Regions from separate parts of the Cricetulus griseus genome. Here region 2 is linked to region 1. Evidence: chromatin contacts called from public Micro-C data. All regions are on one chromosome and are shown on one strand. The core of a region is the stretch at or near the end of the contact, and the rest is flanking DNA. Distances in the headings are between cores, read along the strand shown.

Region 1 (7,364 bases), core at 1,273-3,772:
GCCCCTTTAAAAATATCCAACCATTCCTGATCTTGGTCCCAAGCCTTTTATGGCAGAGAAAGCCCAGCCTGAAGAGCTAGAGGCCAATGGCCACTGATGCCAGAGCTGTTCCCCAGCATTTGTTTATATAATTTCTCTATTTCAGTCACTAAACAGAAAGGAAAAAAGAACACATGTTCTTTTAAGTCGTGGCCCCCAGGAGACTGGCAACATTTTCCTTCCCTTACTGGGAGGCCAAAAGAAGACACACATATTTCACTTCTCAACGAAAAATGTTGGAACCAAACAAGTGCTATAGTGACAATAATTGTATTTATAGGCATGTATCATACATATGATCCTTCATGCCCCTAACCTCCACATGGGGTTTCTCTATGTAACAGTCGATGTCTTGGAATTCATGTAGACCAGGCTGGCCTTGAACTCACACGGATCCACCTGCCTCTGCCTCTGCCTCTGGAGTGCTGAGATTAAAGGCGTGTGCCCCCACCACCACCTGGCTTCCTCTAATTCTCTATCTCCCTTGAAGGCTGGCACCATGGTGTGCATCTGTAACCCTCTGTAACCCTAGCACGGGGAGACTAGGGCAGGGCAGGAAGACAGATTGTGGCAAATAGTCAGATGTTACTGTTAATGTACATCGGTAATATGTAAAAAGCACAAAAACTAGCTTCCAACTTACTTTTTCATTTTTCTCTATTGAATTTCCATTTTGTTAGATAATTTCCTTGACTCTTCACACTTTCATTTAGTGCTCTGAGCTTCGGAGGGTTTTATGTGAGTGGGGTAACATGGGTACACAGAAGCCAGAGGAAGACTTGGGTCTCTTCTATAAGTCTCCTCCTGATTTCCTGAGCCAGGGACTCCAACCAGACCAGAAGCTCACACCCACTGCAGCTGGGCAGTCTGGCTGGTCATCAGGCTCCTGGCGTGCCCCTCTCTAACTTCAGAGACACGGTTATAGATATGTGTAGCTACCCTAGCTTAAATTGGTGCTCGACATTTGAATTTAGGTCCTCATGATTGTATAGCAAGTACTCTTACCCACAGAGCCTTCTCCCCAGACACCTGTTATGTTTTCATCCTAGATTTAGTTCTTGCATGTGTGTGCGGGCACACCTGAGCCTGTGAGAGCAGGCACACATGAAGGACGGGTGTACTGGTTCCCCTGGAGCTGGAGTTATGTATGGGCAGCCATGAGCCACCTCAAGTTGATGTGGGTGCTAGCAACCAAACACACATCCTCTTTAAGCTAGCCACCTCTCTAGACCTTCACTTCAGATTTTAAGTTGAATCTTCAGTTCAAAATTTCATTCTAGTTAGTGAACTATAAATCCAGCTTTACTCCTTTGTATATAATAATTGGGGGGAAGGGATGTGTGTGTGTGTGTGTGTGTGTGTGTGTGTGTGTGTGTGTGTGTGTGTGTGTGTGTGTAATACACATCCTGGATTCTTCTAAATGTCTAAATATAAAACTCTGTTATTTCCAAATAAACCTTGGGAAAATGTACAAATCTAGAATCCACTTTTTAAAACCAGTTATGGAGACCGTCCACAAACCTTGGTGAAGTCCGATGGACACCAGCACACAGATGTGACCTCTTGAGAATGACCCAGGAGCACAGTAGGAGGGTGCCAGGGCATAGAAACCTAGCCAAACCAGAGAGAAGAAATAGCACAACAGTGTTAGTCCCCACAGAGGTCTGGAGTCTCCTTACCAATGTCTCAGGTCTTTAGGGTTGTCAACAAAGGTAGAGCTGTCTAATTCAACAGTCACAGTCAAGACTATGAGCCCGAACACAAGACACAGCTCCTACTCCAACTGAAGTGCCATGCTGGCACTGTCCCTCAGTCACTGAGCTTTCTGGGCTCTCTTCTTCCAGTACTGTTTTTACACTATGGACACGTCCAGATCTTCTATAATCAGCCACTTCAAGAATATTAAATTAACTGAACCCTGAAGGTAGCTGAAAAGGGCCACCAGGTCTTTTAGAATAAGGACAGCGCCCCACCCCCACCCCCAGCAAAACACACTGACTACGACTAAAATCCAAAGTATCATCCTTTCATTTTGAATTTGATAACCTTCAATGTGAATACAGACATAGCTATAATTTATACTTTTTCATTCAAACTTTTCGGTTACTTTGAAGGACAACTTAAAATTTCAAGTAATCTCACCACATTTTAATAGATCTTTAATGTACTGAGGTCAGACTGTGAAACCCTGTGCACATCACTAGGAATTCTATTTTTCCATCATTAGATGTCTCCAGTGATAGGCACTTGATAGCACTGTACAGACAGTTCATTACAGAGCTATCAACACCTCTACAGCACACAGGAACGCCAGTGCAATAAGGAGTGCAAGCTCACACTGCTATTCTTAGTACATGTATTTGAAGAGCAAGGAGCTTGGAGAACACATTCCCTATTTTCTCAAGACTCTGAATCATGGATCATTTGTATGAAGTGAAAGCAACTTTAGAAAGAATATTTCTGACACTGACTAAGCCAGCTGAACAGATTCCCCAAATTACAGCTGAGACTCAACACTGACTCATGGGGTTATCTAGCTCGATCATTGCTACTCTTATCTCTGCTACCTGGCAAGTGTGCAATGATTAAAATGACAAAAACAAAGGGCAGAGTTTAGTTTGCCCTGAAAGTTTGATGTATTAACAGGTAAGGCAGCCTCCAATCTACATACATGATATTGCCTAGTTCTACAATGCCACAGACTGCAAGTCATTCTTTCAAAGACAACTACACTTTAGAAAGGGCTTTAAAAGATAGTTTCTTACTGTGCCACATTCCTGTTTGTGATGACCCTAGTCCATTAAGTTTCTCTTTACTCAAGACTCAAACAGGGGGCTGGAGAGATGGCTCAGAGGTTAAGAGCACCGACTGCTCTTCCAGAGGTCCTGAGTTCAATTCCCAGCAACCACATGGTGGCTCACAACCATCTGTTATGAGATCTGGTGCCCTCTTCTGGTGTGCAGATATACATGGAAGCAGAATGTTGTATACATAATAAAATCTTAATAATAAAAAAAAAGACTCAAACAGATTAAAGGGAGAGGAAATCCTCACATCCCTGTGAACATCTCTGGTAAACATTACTTCTTCCTGCCATCCTCGACCCCATCCATTCTCAGTTTCCATATCACAGTATCTAGGACAACCTAACTGAATATAGAAAATATTAAAGTCTTAGGAAAAACCAAGTATCTGCTAACAGAAACACACCCAGTTCTGCACTTTTCTATAGGGCTGCAAAGAAAAAGACCCCTGTAAAACTTTTAGATGGTAAAGAAGCAATATTAAGCCATACAGTCAGCATTTATTCACTGAATTCATAAATCAGGCACTTTACATAAAGATACCTCAAAAGAAAAAAAAAAAAAAAAAAAAAAAGACATGCAATTAAGCATCATATGATCTACCAACTCTATTCTCCGGTATATACCTCCTCAGAGAGTAGAAAATATGCTCAAGCAAAAACACACAAATTGGTGACAGCAGACTTTTAATAATAGAGTAAAAAATTCTGAACATCTAAAATGACCATCAACTGATAAGCAGATAAAATATGGTTTGCCTATAAAATAGAACATTCTTAAGCATTTGGAATGATGAAGTACTGTGTAACAAGCCGAAACCTGGATAATATACTAAGGTCAGACACAAAATGTCATATATTATGTGATACTATTTACATGAAATGTCTCAGAGAGGAAGAATATACAATGTGGCAATTGTTAGGGGAATGCAATGAACAGACTGTTTCAGGATAATGAGGGTTCCCCTCCTGGTGTGACATTCAAGAATTAGATAGTGGAAAAGATGGCACAACAGTGATCATACTGAATTGTATACTTTAAACTATTTGGTGATGTTGAGGAATCAAGTGCAGGGTGTCCCTCATGCTAAGCAAGCCCTCTAACCACGGCACCACACTCTTAACTCTTAAATACAGCTTTCTATTTTCTTGTAAACACAGGCTTGCCCTGCCCAGGCTCACCTCAAACCCGAAATCCTCTTGTGTCTAATTCCTAGGTGCTGTAATTACAGGTACGAACAACTATACCCGACCCCTAGATTCTATTTTAATAAAAAGGAGAAGGGACAGAGCCAACTTTTGGTGACAAGAGCTTTAACAGCTCAGGACTATCTTAGGTAGACTACTTACTTTTTGACTACTTTAAATAAGACAAATTTTTTCCTCATAAAACCCAGATGGTTTTGAATTCATTTTCATTCCATTTCAATTTATTATAAAAAATTACCATAATTACTTAATTCTTAAAAAGCTTTCATTGAGTAGGAAGGAAACTTTTTAAAATTAAAAAAAAAAAAAACCTAAACAGAAAACTGTCCTCTTTCACATATTCTACTTTTTGTAGAATGTTTAAAACACGGGAATCCAAAAGTTAAAATTATGAGGCACCTGGTGAATGAAGTAAACGGCTCTAGCCTTTAGACCTCACAAAGCACTTTGAGTACTTCAGCACACAGAACCCACCAGCACTTTTCTCACAAGATCTCCCACTCTGCCCAATTGGAAACCAGATCTAATCTTTATTTTTGCCATGAGATCATTAACACTTCCTAAAGTGTCAGGCTAGGGGTTCCGCCAGTCAGCGGCAGAATGGTCGTGCCAAATCAGTTTATTTATAGACACTTCAATACTATTCAGTGGCTGTATCAGAAACTGACAGGGGAAAGGGGAGGGGGGAAGTACGGGTGGACACGGGGTAGGAAATTAAAAAGCACAATGTTCAATGTTTCTATTTTTTAGAATTTTGGGTCTTCATGCCATGAGGATCCTACAAAAGGCCATTCTCTTTTGCCAGAACATAAAAAACTTTTTTGTTAGTAAAGAACAGATTCACTATGAGAGCCTAATCTAACCCGTTAGAGATGAAGCAGGTTAAGAAGACACCTCAGCTGTCTGGACACTCAGCTTACATGAAATCCCATTTTAAACTCCTCTTTTAATAATGGAAAAAGAGAAATTATGCCATCTCACTGGGCAAATTCAATTTTAGGAGCAGTAAGCTGGCCAAGATCTCAAATATCAGGGCCTGCACACCGAGCTATGTGCGGAGGGGCAGGAGAACATCCTGTCTAAACCACGTCATTCGGTGGTGACATGGAACCAAGCCTGGGAATTCCATTAGGTCACCCATAGATGTGGTGGCCACAGATGAAATCTCTAAGAATGGGCTAGAAACACCAAGTACCTAGTGGGTAACCCCTCAATTCTCATTTACCAAATATAAAATTTTAAAAGGATCCTATGCTACAGCAACTTTAAGAATTGACAAGAAGATTCATATGTATATATTTAGTTACATATATAGTCATGTATATATACTTTATGAAACTAGCCATTCTATTATGTTATCTGGTATGCGTAAAATTTCAGTTGGTGTTTTCTTTCAAGAGAGAAACCACAAATAACAAGATTTGTGGAATGAGTAAAATCCTGTAACTAAGTTGGGAATTAAAGTAGAGAAATAAAAGTCGTAAGACAGTAAGGAAAGAAGACACAGAAAACACAAAGAACAAAACTTTGAAATCCAAAATTTTAACTAGCATTTGTAACTAGCAATACACGTAGAAACAGTTTAAACACTCCAAGGATAAAAAAAGTAGGTAAAGATAGCAGTGTGTGCTTGTACTAAGCACACCTCATACTGGACAAAAGCCTTCTATCTGTGGGGAGTTGACACCTTACCTTCCAAATGTAGGCAGCTTCATCACTTGAACCACTGATTAAAAACTGGTCATCTGGACTAAGACTTGATTTCACATAAAAGGTAGAGTTCTGGTGTCCATTGAAGACAGCCACTGCCAGAGAAGAAAACCAAATTATTTGGCTCTTATCATTTCCAATATCCCAACAAATGCAAATGATACTCACACACATGAATCACAAGCATTATCTCCACTTCAACTTGCTATCAAATAATAGGGAGCTAGGTGCTAAAAACAGAACAAATCACAATCTAAAAATGAGGCTGTGTTAGACCCAATCTATATAGTCAATTCAACACAGACTATTTGGTATGGGACTGGACAAGTGTCACATGACAATATCATGAGAAAGAATGCTGAATGTATCCTACAGTAAATGCAGACTGTGCCCATATCCTTATCCTGTAGGAGGATTTTCTCCATTGATAAACATACTGATCTTATTTCTCCACTGACTGTGAACTTGAGGGTACATCTCCCTTCTTTCTAGACCTTAGTACTTTAAACAGAATAAAACTCCAAGCATTTGCTGTCTGAAAAGATAAGAATCAGTGAAGAGTCATTTGAATTCTGGCTGAGATTCAGAGCTTTTTTTCTCCTTTTTTAAAAATCCAACTCTTAACTGGCTGAATGATAGATGGACCTAGAGGGGCACAATGCATGTTCATGTGTAAGCCACTCAGTTTGGGTTAGGTTCCTCACTATTCATGGAGAAAGAGCAAGTAATCCTATCTTGTACAACGTGCTCATGAGATTGCCGGCATCAGAACACTACAGAAAATTTAAAGGAGAAAGCTCAGGCAGAGAATCTAAAGACAAGACTGGGGGTGTGTGTGGGGGGAATATAACATTTGAATGCTTCACAGAGGGAAGGAGGTGGCAGTAGGTTTTGGTTAAATGCTCACAGAAATCTAGTCTATTTTCTAAATAGACTGGAAAAAAACACTTTTAAAGAAAAACAAAAACAAAATAAGGTTTTGCAGAGACGGCTCAGAGTTAAGAGCACTGGCTACTCTTCCAGAGGACTAGAGTTCACCCACATCTAGACTCATAATTGTCTAGAACTCTGTAGCATACATGCAAGACACAACACCCATATACACTTAAATAAAATACTTAATTTATTCTAAAATTCTCTGTATCAGAGATTTTTACTATAAATAAAAGTAAAGTTCAGCACAAATCAATTTAGATATATTATAAACTCACTAGGACACTCAGTGGTGGTGGCTCACAGCTTTAATCACAGCACTCGGGAGGCAGAGGCAGGCAATCTCTGAGTTTGAGGCCAGCCTGGTCTACCAAGAGCCAGGACAGACTCCAAAGCTACACAGAGAAACCCCGTGAAAAACAAAAACAAAAAACCCTGTATGATAAAGACCTACATAATAAAGAGGCTCCTTCATTATGAATACTGCTCCACAACAGGAATTATCCAAATTTTCATCTTCTGTGCTGAACTATGATTGGAAAATTATAAACTGAATTTCCTACTAATGCTGTTTTTATTGCCCTCTGCTGGTCTAGGAAAAGCTGGTATGAAGCACATTGCAAATGTTTCAAATATGGCAAAAATTCTCCTAAAATCCTCCAGCAGCTTT
Region 2 (7,364 bases), core at 2,473-4,972, 180 kb after region 1:
TAACTTGAAATGGTTGTGGGTTACCTAGGGTTCGCAAGGCTTGTGATATAGCAAGTAGTCTGTTATGAACTGTGTGAAACAACTCTGGCTGAGGTGGCAACTTCAAGAGCCAAAGCAGTGGGTTGCAATAGCTGGATAGTTTTCTAAGGCTCTTGGGCAGTGTTCAGAATGGCTGGTGCAGCCATAAGATAGTCAGCTGACTATCTAACTGACAGTCTTTCTGCCTAAGACAGCCAGGACAGCCCAATCAGGGCTGGTTATGGCATCCAATTGCCCTACCCCTACCCCATAAATGCCTTTGTTTATCTGTCAGAAATAATCATCAGAAGGAATACTTAAGAACATAACAGATCTTTGATAAAAGCTTAACCATTCTCAACACCTGCCCAGTGTCACACCCCGCCCTAGGTCCTCTGCTCTTACATCTATTAAATGGGCCAGTGTATAGACAATACACATTTGATCATAGCCAAAGCCTGAGAAGCAGCTATAGACAGTTTGTATAGCACCTAAGACAGTGTAGGTGCTCAACAAATGTTGGTTAAGTTTATTAATAGAATACTAGCTCAGCCATCTCACTTAATTAGAGCTCACTGTGCTGGTTAGTTTTGTGTTAACTTGACACAAGCTGGAGTCATTTTGGAGGAGGGAACTTCAAATGAAAACCTTGTCCCACCAGACTGGCCTGGGATGCATTTTCTTGACTGATGATAGATGGGGGAGGGCCCAGTTCATTTGGGCAGTGCTACCCTGGGTTGGTGGTCCTGGGTTGTCTGAGAAAGCAAGCCAGTAAGCATTGTTCTCCCATGACCTCTGCTTCAGCTCCTGCCCCGACTTCCCTGAATGAAGGATTTAAAAGCTGTAAGGTGAAATAAACCCCTTTCTCCCCAAGTTGCCTTTAGTCATGGTATTTTATCATAACAATAGAAACCCTAGGTAAGACATTTACCAAAGAAAAATACAAGCAATTAATTAAATTTCTTACTGTATGGATCAAAGGTTAGCTGATGGAATGTGTCACACATTGGATTTTATAGCCCAAAGGAACCAGATCAATCTACCCCAGCCATACTGGACCAATGGTACATTTGGAGTCAATACAGACTAATGCAATGGTCAACCCAGTTTAACTCGTACAAAGTGCCATGCCCACACTGGATCCTGAAGTGACTAAGATACCCAGCTCTCTCATTCCTGTGGCTTTGTTGTGTGAGTGCGGAGAGGCCATAAAAATGGGGTTTGCAGCCCTTGATGTCCCCAAGGCCTCTTCTCCCACCCTCCTGAGCAGTCATGCTTCAAAAGAGTGCGTCTCTGTTTTGTGACACCACATGTCTCTTCCTGATTGCTTGGTCTATTATTAGCAAGCATGTGAGAGATTGTGGTTTGTGTGTGTACATGCCACGGTGGGTACACGGAGGTCAGAATACAACTTTTTGTAGTCTGTTCCCTCCTTCCACCTTTATACAGGTTCCAGGGCATGAACTCAGTAAGGCTTGCAAGGCAAGCACTGTACCTCTGAGCCATCTCACTGCCCCCCCAGGCTTCTTGTGCCTGTCCTCCCTGCAGCACTGGACCCCAATCTCGACATGCTTTCCCGCCAGGCTTCATGGACCCCAGCTGATACCTTCTTTCCCAGTCTTGTGCTCTGGCTCCTCCCCCTAGCTCCACAAGGTGACTCCTTAAAACAACCTTCTCTAGCTCCTTTCCTCTGGTTCCCTGGGGCCCTGTCTCATGGCTTCAATTACTCTCTCTGTCCTAGAGTCTTGAATGAGTTTTTATCCCTTCAAAAAATGTTCATCCGTACTTCAGAATGTGACTTCGTTGGAAATAGGGTCATTGAAGATTTAATGGGACTTAAGTGGCATGGGATAGGCCCTCTCCAAATGGACCTGTGTCCCTATGAAAAGATGGAAGTTGCCTTCTTACTTTCCCATTGCTGTGATACAACACCACGAGCAAGGCAGCTTATAAATGGAAGCATTTAATTTGCTTTCAGTTTCAGAGGTTAGAGTCCATGAGTGTGGAGTAAGGCCCACATCTTGTTTGATCTGCAACCATGAGGCAGAGAGAAAACTCTGAGAATTCCATAAATCCTTTGAAACCTCAAAGCCACCCCCAGTGACACATCTCTCCTCCAACAAAGTCACACATCTTAACCCTTTCCAAACAGTTCCAACAACTAGGGACAAAGCATTCAAATATATGAGCCTATGGGAGGCGTTCTAGTTCAAACCACCACAGACAGTGATATGAAGACCAGACAGGAGGATACCATGTGACGACAGAAGCAGCCTGAAGTGACATAGCCCAGCAAGCCAAAGTGGGTCCAGTTACTCACATGATGGCTGCAGGTCTCCATGCCATCCCTGGGCCATGTGTGCCTGGGGACAGCTATGGACCCAGTCCAATACAAAATCACCAACTTAGTTAAAATATTTGATTGGTTTTTTTTTTTTGTAATTTGATTGGACAGTTCTCAAACATGAGCTTTGTAGATGACAACATTATGTCACAATGGCAAAAAATTGGATGCATCTACAAATCATCCAGTTTGTGGTCCTTCAGTGCAGTGGCCATAGGAAGCAGACCCCACTCCCAAACGCACATGAACCTGTCACTGCCTGCTGTCCGAGCCCTCGGCTTGTATGCCACTTCTCCACTCAAACTCCACCCAGAGACACCAGAGGGCCAATAGCAAAAACTGGAACCGGGCACCCAGATGCCCAAGTCTTGGTTCTGTTCTGACCACTCCTGTGGTCTTGGTAGTTACTTTAACCTGCCTGGACCTCAGTTACCTGATGGGTAATCTGACACTATTACTACCTGTTTGTGACGGTTAAATTTGTCTGCCAACTTGACCATGGAATAAGGAACCCTAAGGCATTGCTGAGATATTGGTAAGGAATTGTATCCTGGGGATGAGGGGATAAATGATTTATCAGGAAGTATTTAGAGCAGCATTTCCATTGAATTCAGTCCAGAGGATGTGCTGTCTGAGATTGGCAGGTCCAGGAAAGGGAAAGGGCCAGTTGCTCAGAGAGGTCAGAAAGGGTATCAGAGCCCTGGGACTGGAGTTACTGACGGTTGTGAGCTGCCATGTAAGTGCTGGGAATTGAGCCCAGGTCTTCTAGAATAACAGCAAGTGTTCTTAACCACTGAGCCATCTCTCCAGCCTCAGTTTCTATTTTCTCTACAGATAACTATTGCTTCCAAGTGTTTTTTAAAAAAATGAGTCTGGGTTTGAGTAGCAGAGAGCACTTGAGGTACCTGGAGAATCTGGGTTCAGGTAGATGCTAGTGTGCCTGGTGGATATGTTAATCAGTTATAAAATGATCCTTAGTGTCTCTGGGAAGTTGGCAGCTAGGTGTGGTCATCAGAAATCCCAGGAAGGATCGTTTGATTTCAAGAGGGTCCTGGCACATAGGCCTGCAGAAGAAGGGGCTGGAGCAGCCAGACAGAGTGCTGTAGGGCCGATGTTGTCAAGTTATGTTTGGCCTGAAGAGCCTCTTCAAGGCCACAATTGTGTTTGTTGCAGCACAGTCCTATAAAACAGCCAGGGTAGGAGGCTTCCTGCAAGAGTAGCCTTGCTGCAGACACAAACTAGAGTGAAAACCTGGAAGGAAGAAGGAAGGGAGGGAGGGAGGGAGGGGGAGGAGAGAGGGAGGGAGGAGGGAGGGAGGAAGGAAGGAAGGAAGGAAGGAAGGAAGGAAGGAAGGAAGGAAGTTAGCTGGGCTTGGTGCCACTTGCCTGTAATTCCAGTTTTCTGAAGGCTGAGGCAGGAGGATCACCGCCAGTTCAAGAACATTATAGGCTACATAGTAGTACTAAGTCTCAGAGAAAGGAGGCGAGAGAGAAGCCGGTTAATAAGCTGGGCCGTGTCCTACAGAGCTCCTCCCATGGTGCCGACGGTGCTCCGCCCCGCCCCGCCGTCCTCCCGCCCGCTCCTCGCGGTCTATGGCGTGCCCGGCGCCCGGGTGGCGGCTGCGGCCGCTGGCGGCGCTCGCCCTGGTGCTGGCTCTGACCCTGGTGCCCTCGGCCCGCGCTGGGCACACGCCGCGCCCCGTGGAGCGCGGGCCCCCGGTGCGGCTCTTCACGGAGGAGGAGCTGGCCCGCTACAGCGGCGAGGAGGTAGGCGGCCCGGCCTGGGCCGGCTGCTGTCCCCGGGCCCCAGCCCGTGGCAGGGGCCCCACGCGAGGCCCTTGGTGGAGGCCGAGCGTTGCCCTCACGCCACACCCCACACTTCCCTCGCTCCGCCTTGTCGCCGTGGCTTTGAGCACAGACCTCAGACCTTTCTAGGGCCACAGGGCCTGCGTTTGTGGAGAGGCCAGCCAGCGCGCGCTCCCTGGGACAGGGGTGCTGGGGCGAGCCAGCATGATCCCGGCCTTCCCAGCCCTCTCTTCCTGCCCCGGCTGTCCCAGGCTTTCTGAAACCTATCCATCTAACCCCATTTAGTGTCTGGGTCCGCGGGGGATGAATACAGAGGGGGAAGCAACGCCTACACACACACACACACCCATGGCATTGCAGTGCTTTCTAGGAATGAATCCCCTGCCTCTACCCATGGGGAAACTGAAGTGCGCGGTGGTTCAGGAGGGAGGGACTGGTGTTGCTTTGCTGAATCTCTCTGGCCTCTCCTGTGTGTTAGCCGGCCTTCCATAGACCAGATATACAAGGGTCACTCCAAAGCATATCCTTATGAGTGACTGCTTAGGCCAGCGGTTCTCAACCCGTGCGTCACGACCCCTTTGGATCAAACGATTCTTTCACAGGGATCCCCTAAGACCATCTGAAAACACAGATAGTTGCATTATGATTCATAACAGTAGCCACGTGACAGTCATGATGATTTTATGGTTGGGGATTAAAGCTCACAGCGTTGGGAAGGTTGAGAGCCACTCGTTTAGACACATGGGTCCGCGAGGACACACGGACATGATGTGTGTGTGTGTCCGGGGGTGTGACTGGTGCTAAGGGAGAGCCGGAGGGAGCTCTTGGTGCAGATGTGTGCAGAAAACAGCTTAGCAACCTACTGAGGCGTTCCATTCCTCCCTAACGGATGGGGGTGTCTGGCTGCCTGCACTGGGTGTGCAGTATGGTTTCTGTGGATCGCTCTGCATGGGAGCATCCAGAATAGCTGGGGAAGAACCCACGGTTTCTAGTGGGTGACTGGCTCCTCATCACTTGCTGCTGCGGGAAAGAGCGAATTCAAGGGGAAGAGATGGTGCAAAGAACCTGGGAGTATGGCCCTCTGCAGAGTTCTTTGCATTCATCTGTATCTTGGCCCCACCCCCAGCACACACTCCAAGGAAAGGCAGACCCAGAGACTGCAGGCCAAGGGCTGAGAAAGACCCTAGTTTTTATATTAATCATATTGGGGATTGAAACTTAGGGTAGAGAGGCATAACTTGGGGCAGAATCCTAAGAGTACCCTGGGAAGAATAGTAGGGCTGAGCGTGCCGGAAACAGCTCTGGTCTAAGTTTTGGATCCTGAGAAATTACCAGTAGCCCCCACCACAGCATAATAATAATGCGATGTATTATTTGGTCACTCAAAACCTGAAACCTTTGGATGGTACCTGGCTTGCATTCCTGCTGTGCTTTGTGATTTGAGCCAAGTTACTAAGTCTCACAGCTGCCATAATTTCAACTTACTGTGTTGGCACCAGAGAGAGGGGGAGATGTTATTACAACAGTTTGTAGATGGTGGGGCTGGCTAACTCGCCAGGCTGGACCAGGAAGGAGGCTGGAATTCTCCAGCAGGTGGTTCTGCCTCCCCTCTCTTTCCTTCCTTCCTTCCCTCCCTCCCTCCCGCCCTCGGAGGGGTTGTTGAGACATAGTGTTGTCTCACTATGTAATTCTAGCTATCCTGGACTCACTATGTAGACCGGGTGCCCGGAGAACTCCTAGAGATCTTAAGGCAGGTACCACTATGCCCGCCCAGGTGGGGTTCCTTTTTCTTCAGGGACCCTCATGGCCTTTTGGTGGGTTGGGGCTGGCCACATCCATGCAGATTATCTGTGGTGACTTTATGTAAAGTCACCTGCCTGCAGATGGCGTCTCTGCATCACCTGGCTGAGTACTGATAAACTTTGGTTGGTAGCACTTCTGGGTGGCTGTGTAAAACTCATCACACGGTTACAGTGAGCTCCTCCCCGTCACAGGCATTTTGTGATGATGAAAGAGCTGGGGACACACAAAGTGCTTGGCACAGCGACCCTTGAGCAGTGTCAGCTGCTGCCAGCCTTATTAGATTGTATGAAAGTTAACGAGAATGTTGAAGGAAAATCTTAGACCTGGACACTTCTGTTTTCTTTGCCTTTCCACTATTTTCTCCTATCCCTTTTAGTCCGTTGACAAATCCCTGTTCTGTGACCCACAGATACGTCATGGGTGCTGCCTGAGGTTAGAAGAACATGGCCTCACCCCAGGAGGGCAGAGTTTTCTCTGAAAAAACCCACCCATAGCAGGTTCCCTCTTTTCCACAGAGGGGTGCTGAGGAGCTGGTCTGGCTCAGCCCTGGCCTGGGCCCAGAGGGTGGTGAGGCACAAGAGCTCAGGCCAATGGCTAAGCCCGCCTGCCAGCTGTGCCCAGACTCTACTTCCTTGCTCTCTGCCCAGCACTTCCATGGCCCCTGCACTGGAGCTATGAGGCCTTGCCATTGACCTCAGTTTGGCCAGAGACAGGCAGAAAGACCAGATGGTGAGGTCACTGTATGACCCAGGTGAAGAACAGGGAAGGGAAAGCTTGTCCCTCCTGCCATGCATATGCTCTCCTGGAGCACCAACTGTGAGCCCCTACTCTCCCCTACATCCCGGCAAGTTCTCTCTGGGCTAAGGATGCCCTCTGGTGGTCATGAGAGAGGGCGGGAGGAACCTTGTGTTCCAAAGCTCCACTTGTGGTCCGTCCTGCCTTCCCCTCTGAGTCACTCTATCATTTAACCTCCTTGGGTCCAAACAGCCTTACTCAGCAGGGCCTCAGGAGAACTGAGTTCAAGGCTAGCCTAGGTTACATAGCAGGCAGTTTCTCAACACACACACACACACACACACACACACACACACCTCTGCACATATGCACAACTAACGGCCTCACCCGTAGGGAAAGTGTTCAAGCATCTTCTAGACTCCTTCCAGTTTTAACTTCAAAGTTTCTGTGAACAATGTGGAATTGCATTTTGAGACAAGGTCTCACTGTTTAGCCCTGTGCCTTACAGTTTCTGTTGCTGTGATGCAGCATCATGACCATGACCAAAGGCAACTTGGGAGGAAAGGGTTTATTTCATGTTACACTTTTGGGTCATATTCCATTCACTGAAGGTGGTCATGGCAGAAACTCAAGTAGAGCGGGAACCTGGGGCCAGGGAC

Evidence for each region. Hi-C and Micro-C count contacts between places; a contact is called where the count stands out from the background.
Region 2: a Micro-C map of the CHO-K1 cell line shows a contact between it and region 1, with 3 times the contacts expected there. The contact joins the promoter of Nenf here to the enhancer-like site in region 1. A contact is called at or near these places in 4 of 8 Hi-C or Micro-C datasets (the CHL-YN cell line, the CHO-K1 cell line and fibroblasts).

Annotation. Positions count from the first base shown.
Region 1 is chr5:3,533,734-3,541,097 of CriGri-PICRH-1.0, forward strand. It overlaps Dtl (denticleless protein homolog), which reads right to left. Exons shown (of 15, transcript XM_027416523.2): 11 at 5,744-5,856; 12 at 1,561-1,650. Among named protein-coding and RNA genes, the nearest start is that of Dtl, 21 kb to the right of the region's middle. Within about 2 kb of position 2,523, at least 1 of the 6 cell types and tissues checked has open chromatin away from gene starts, as enhancers often do. A contact at or near this core is called in the CHO-K1 cell line, where this site is marked.
Region 2 is chr5:3,716,989-3,724,352 of CriGri-PICRH-1.0, forward strand. Nenf (neudesin) reads left to right here and starts at 3,723. Exons shown (of 4, transcript XM_027418685.2): 1 at 3,723-4,128. The coding sequence starts at 3,955. It overlaps LOC118238822 (a long non-coding RNA gene), which reads left to right. Exons shown (of 2, transcript XR_004770037.1): 2 at 1-891.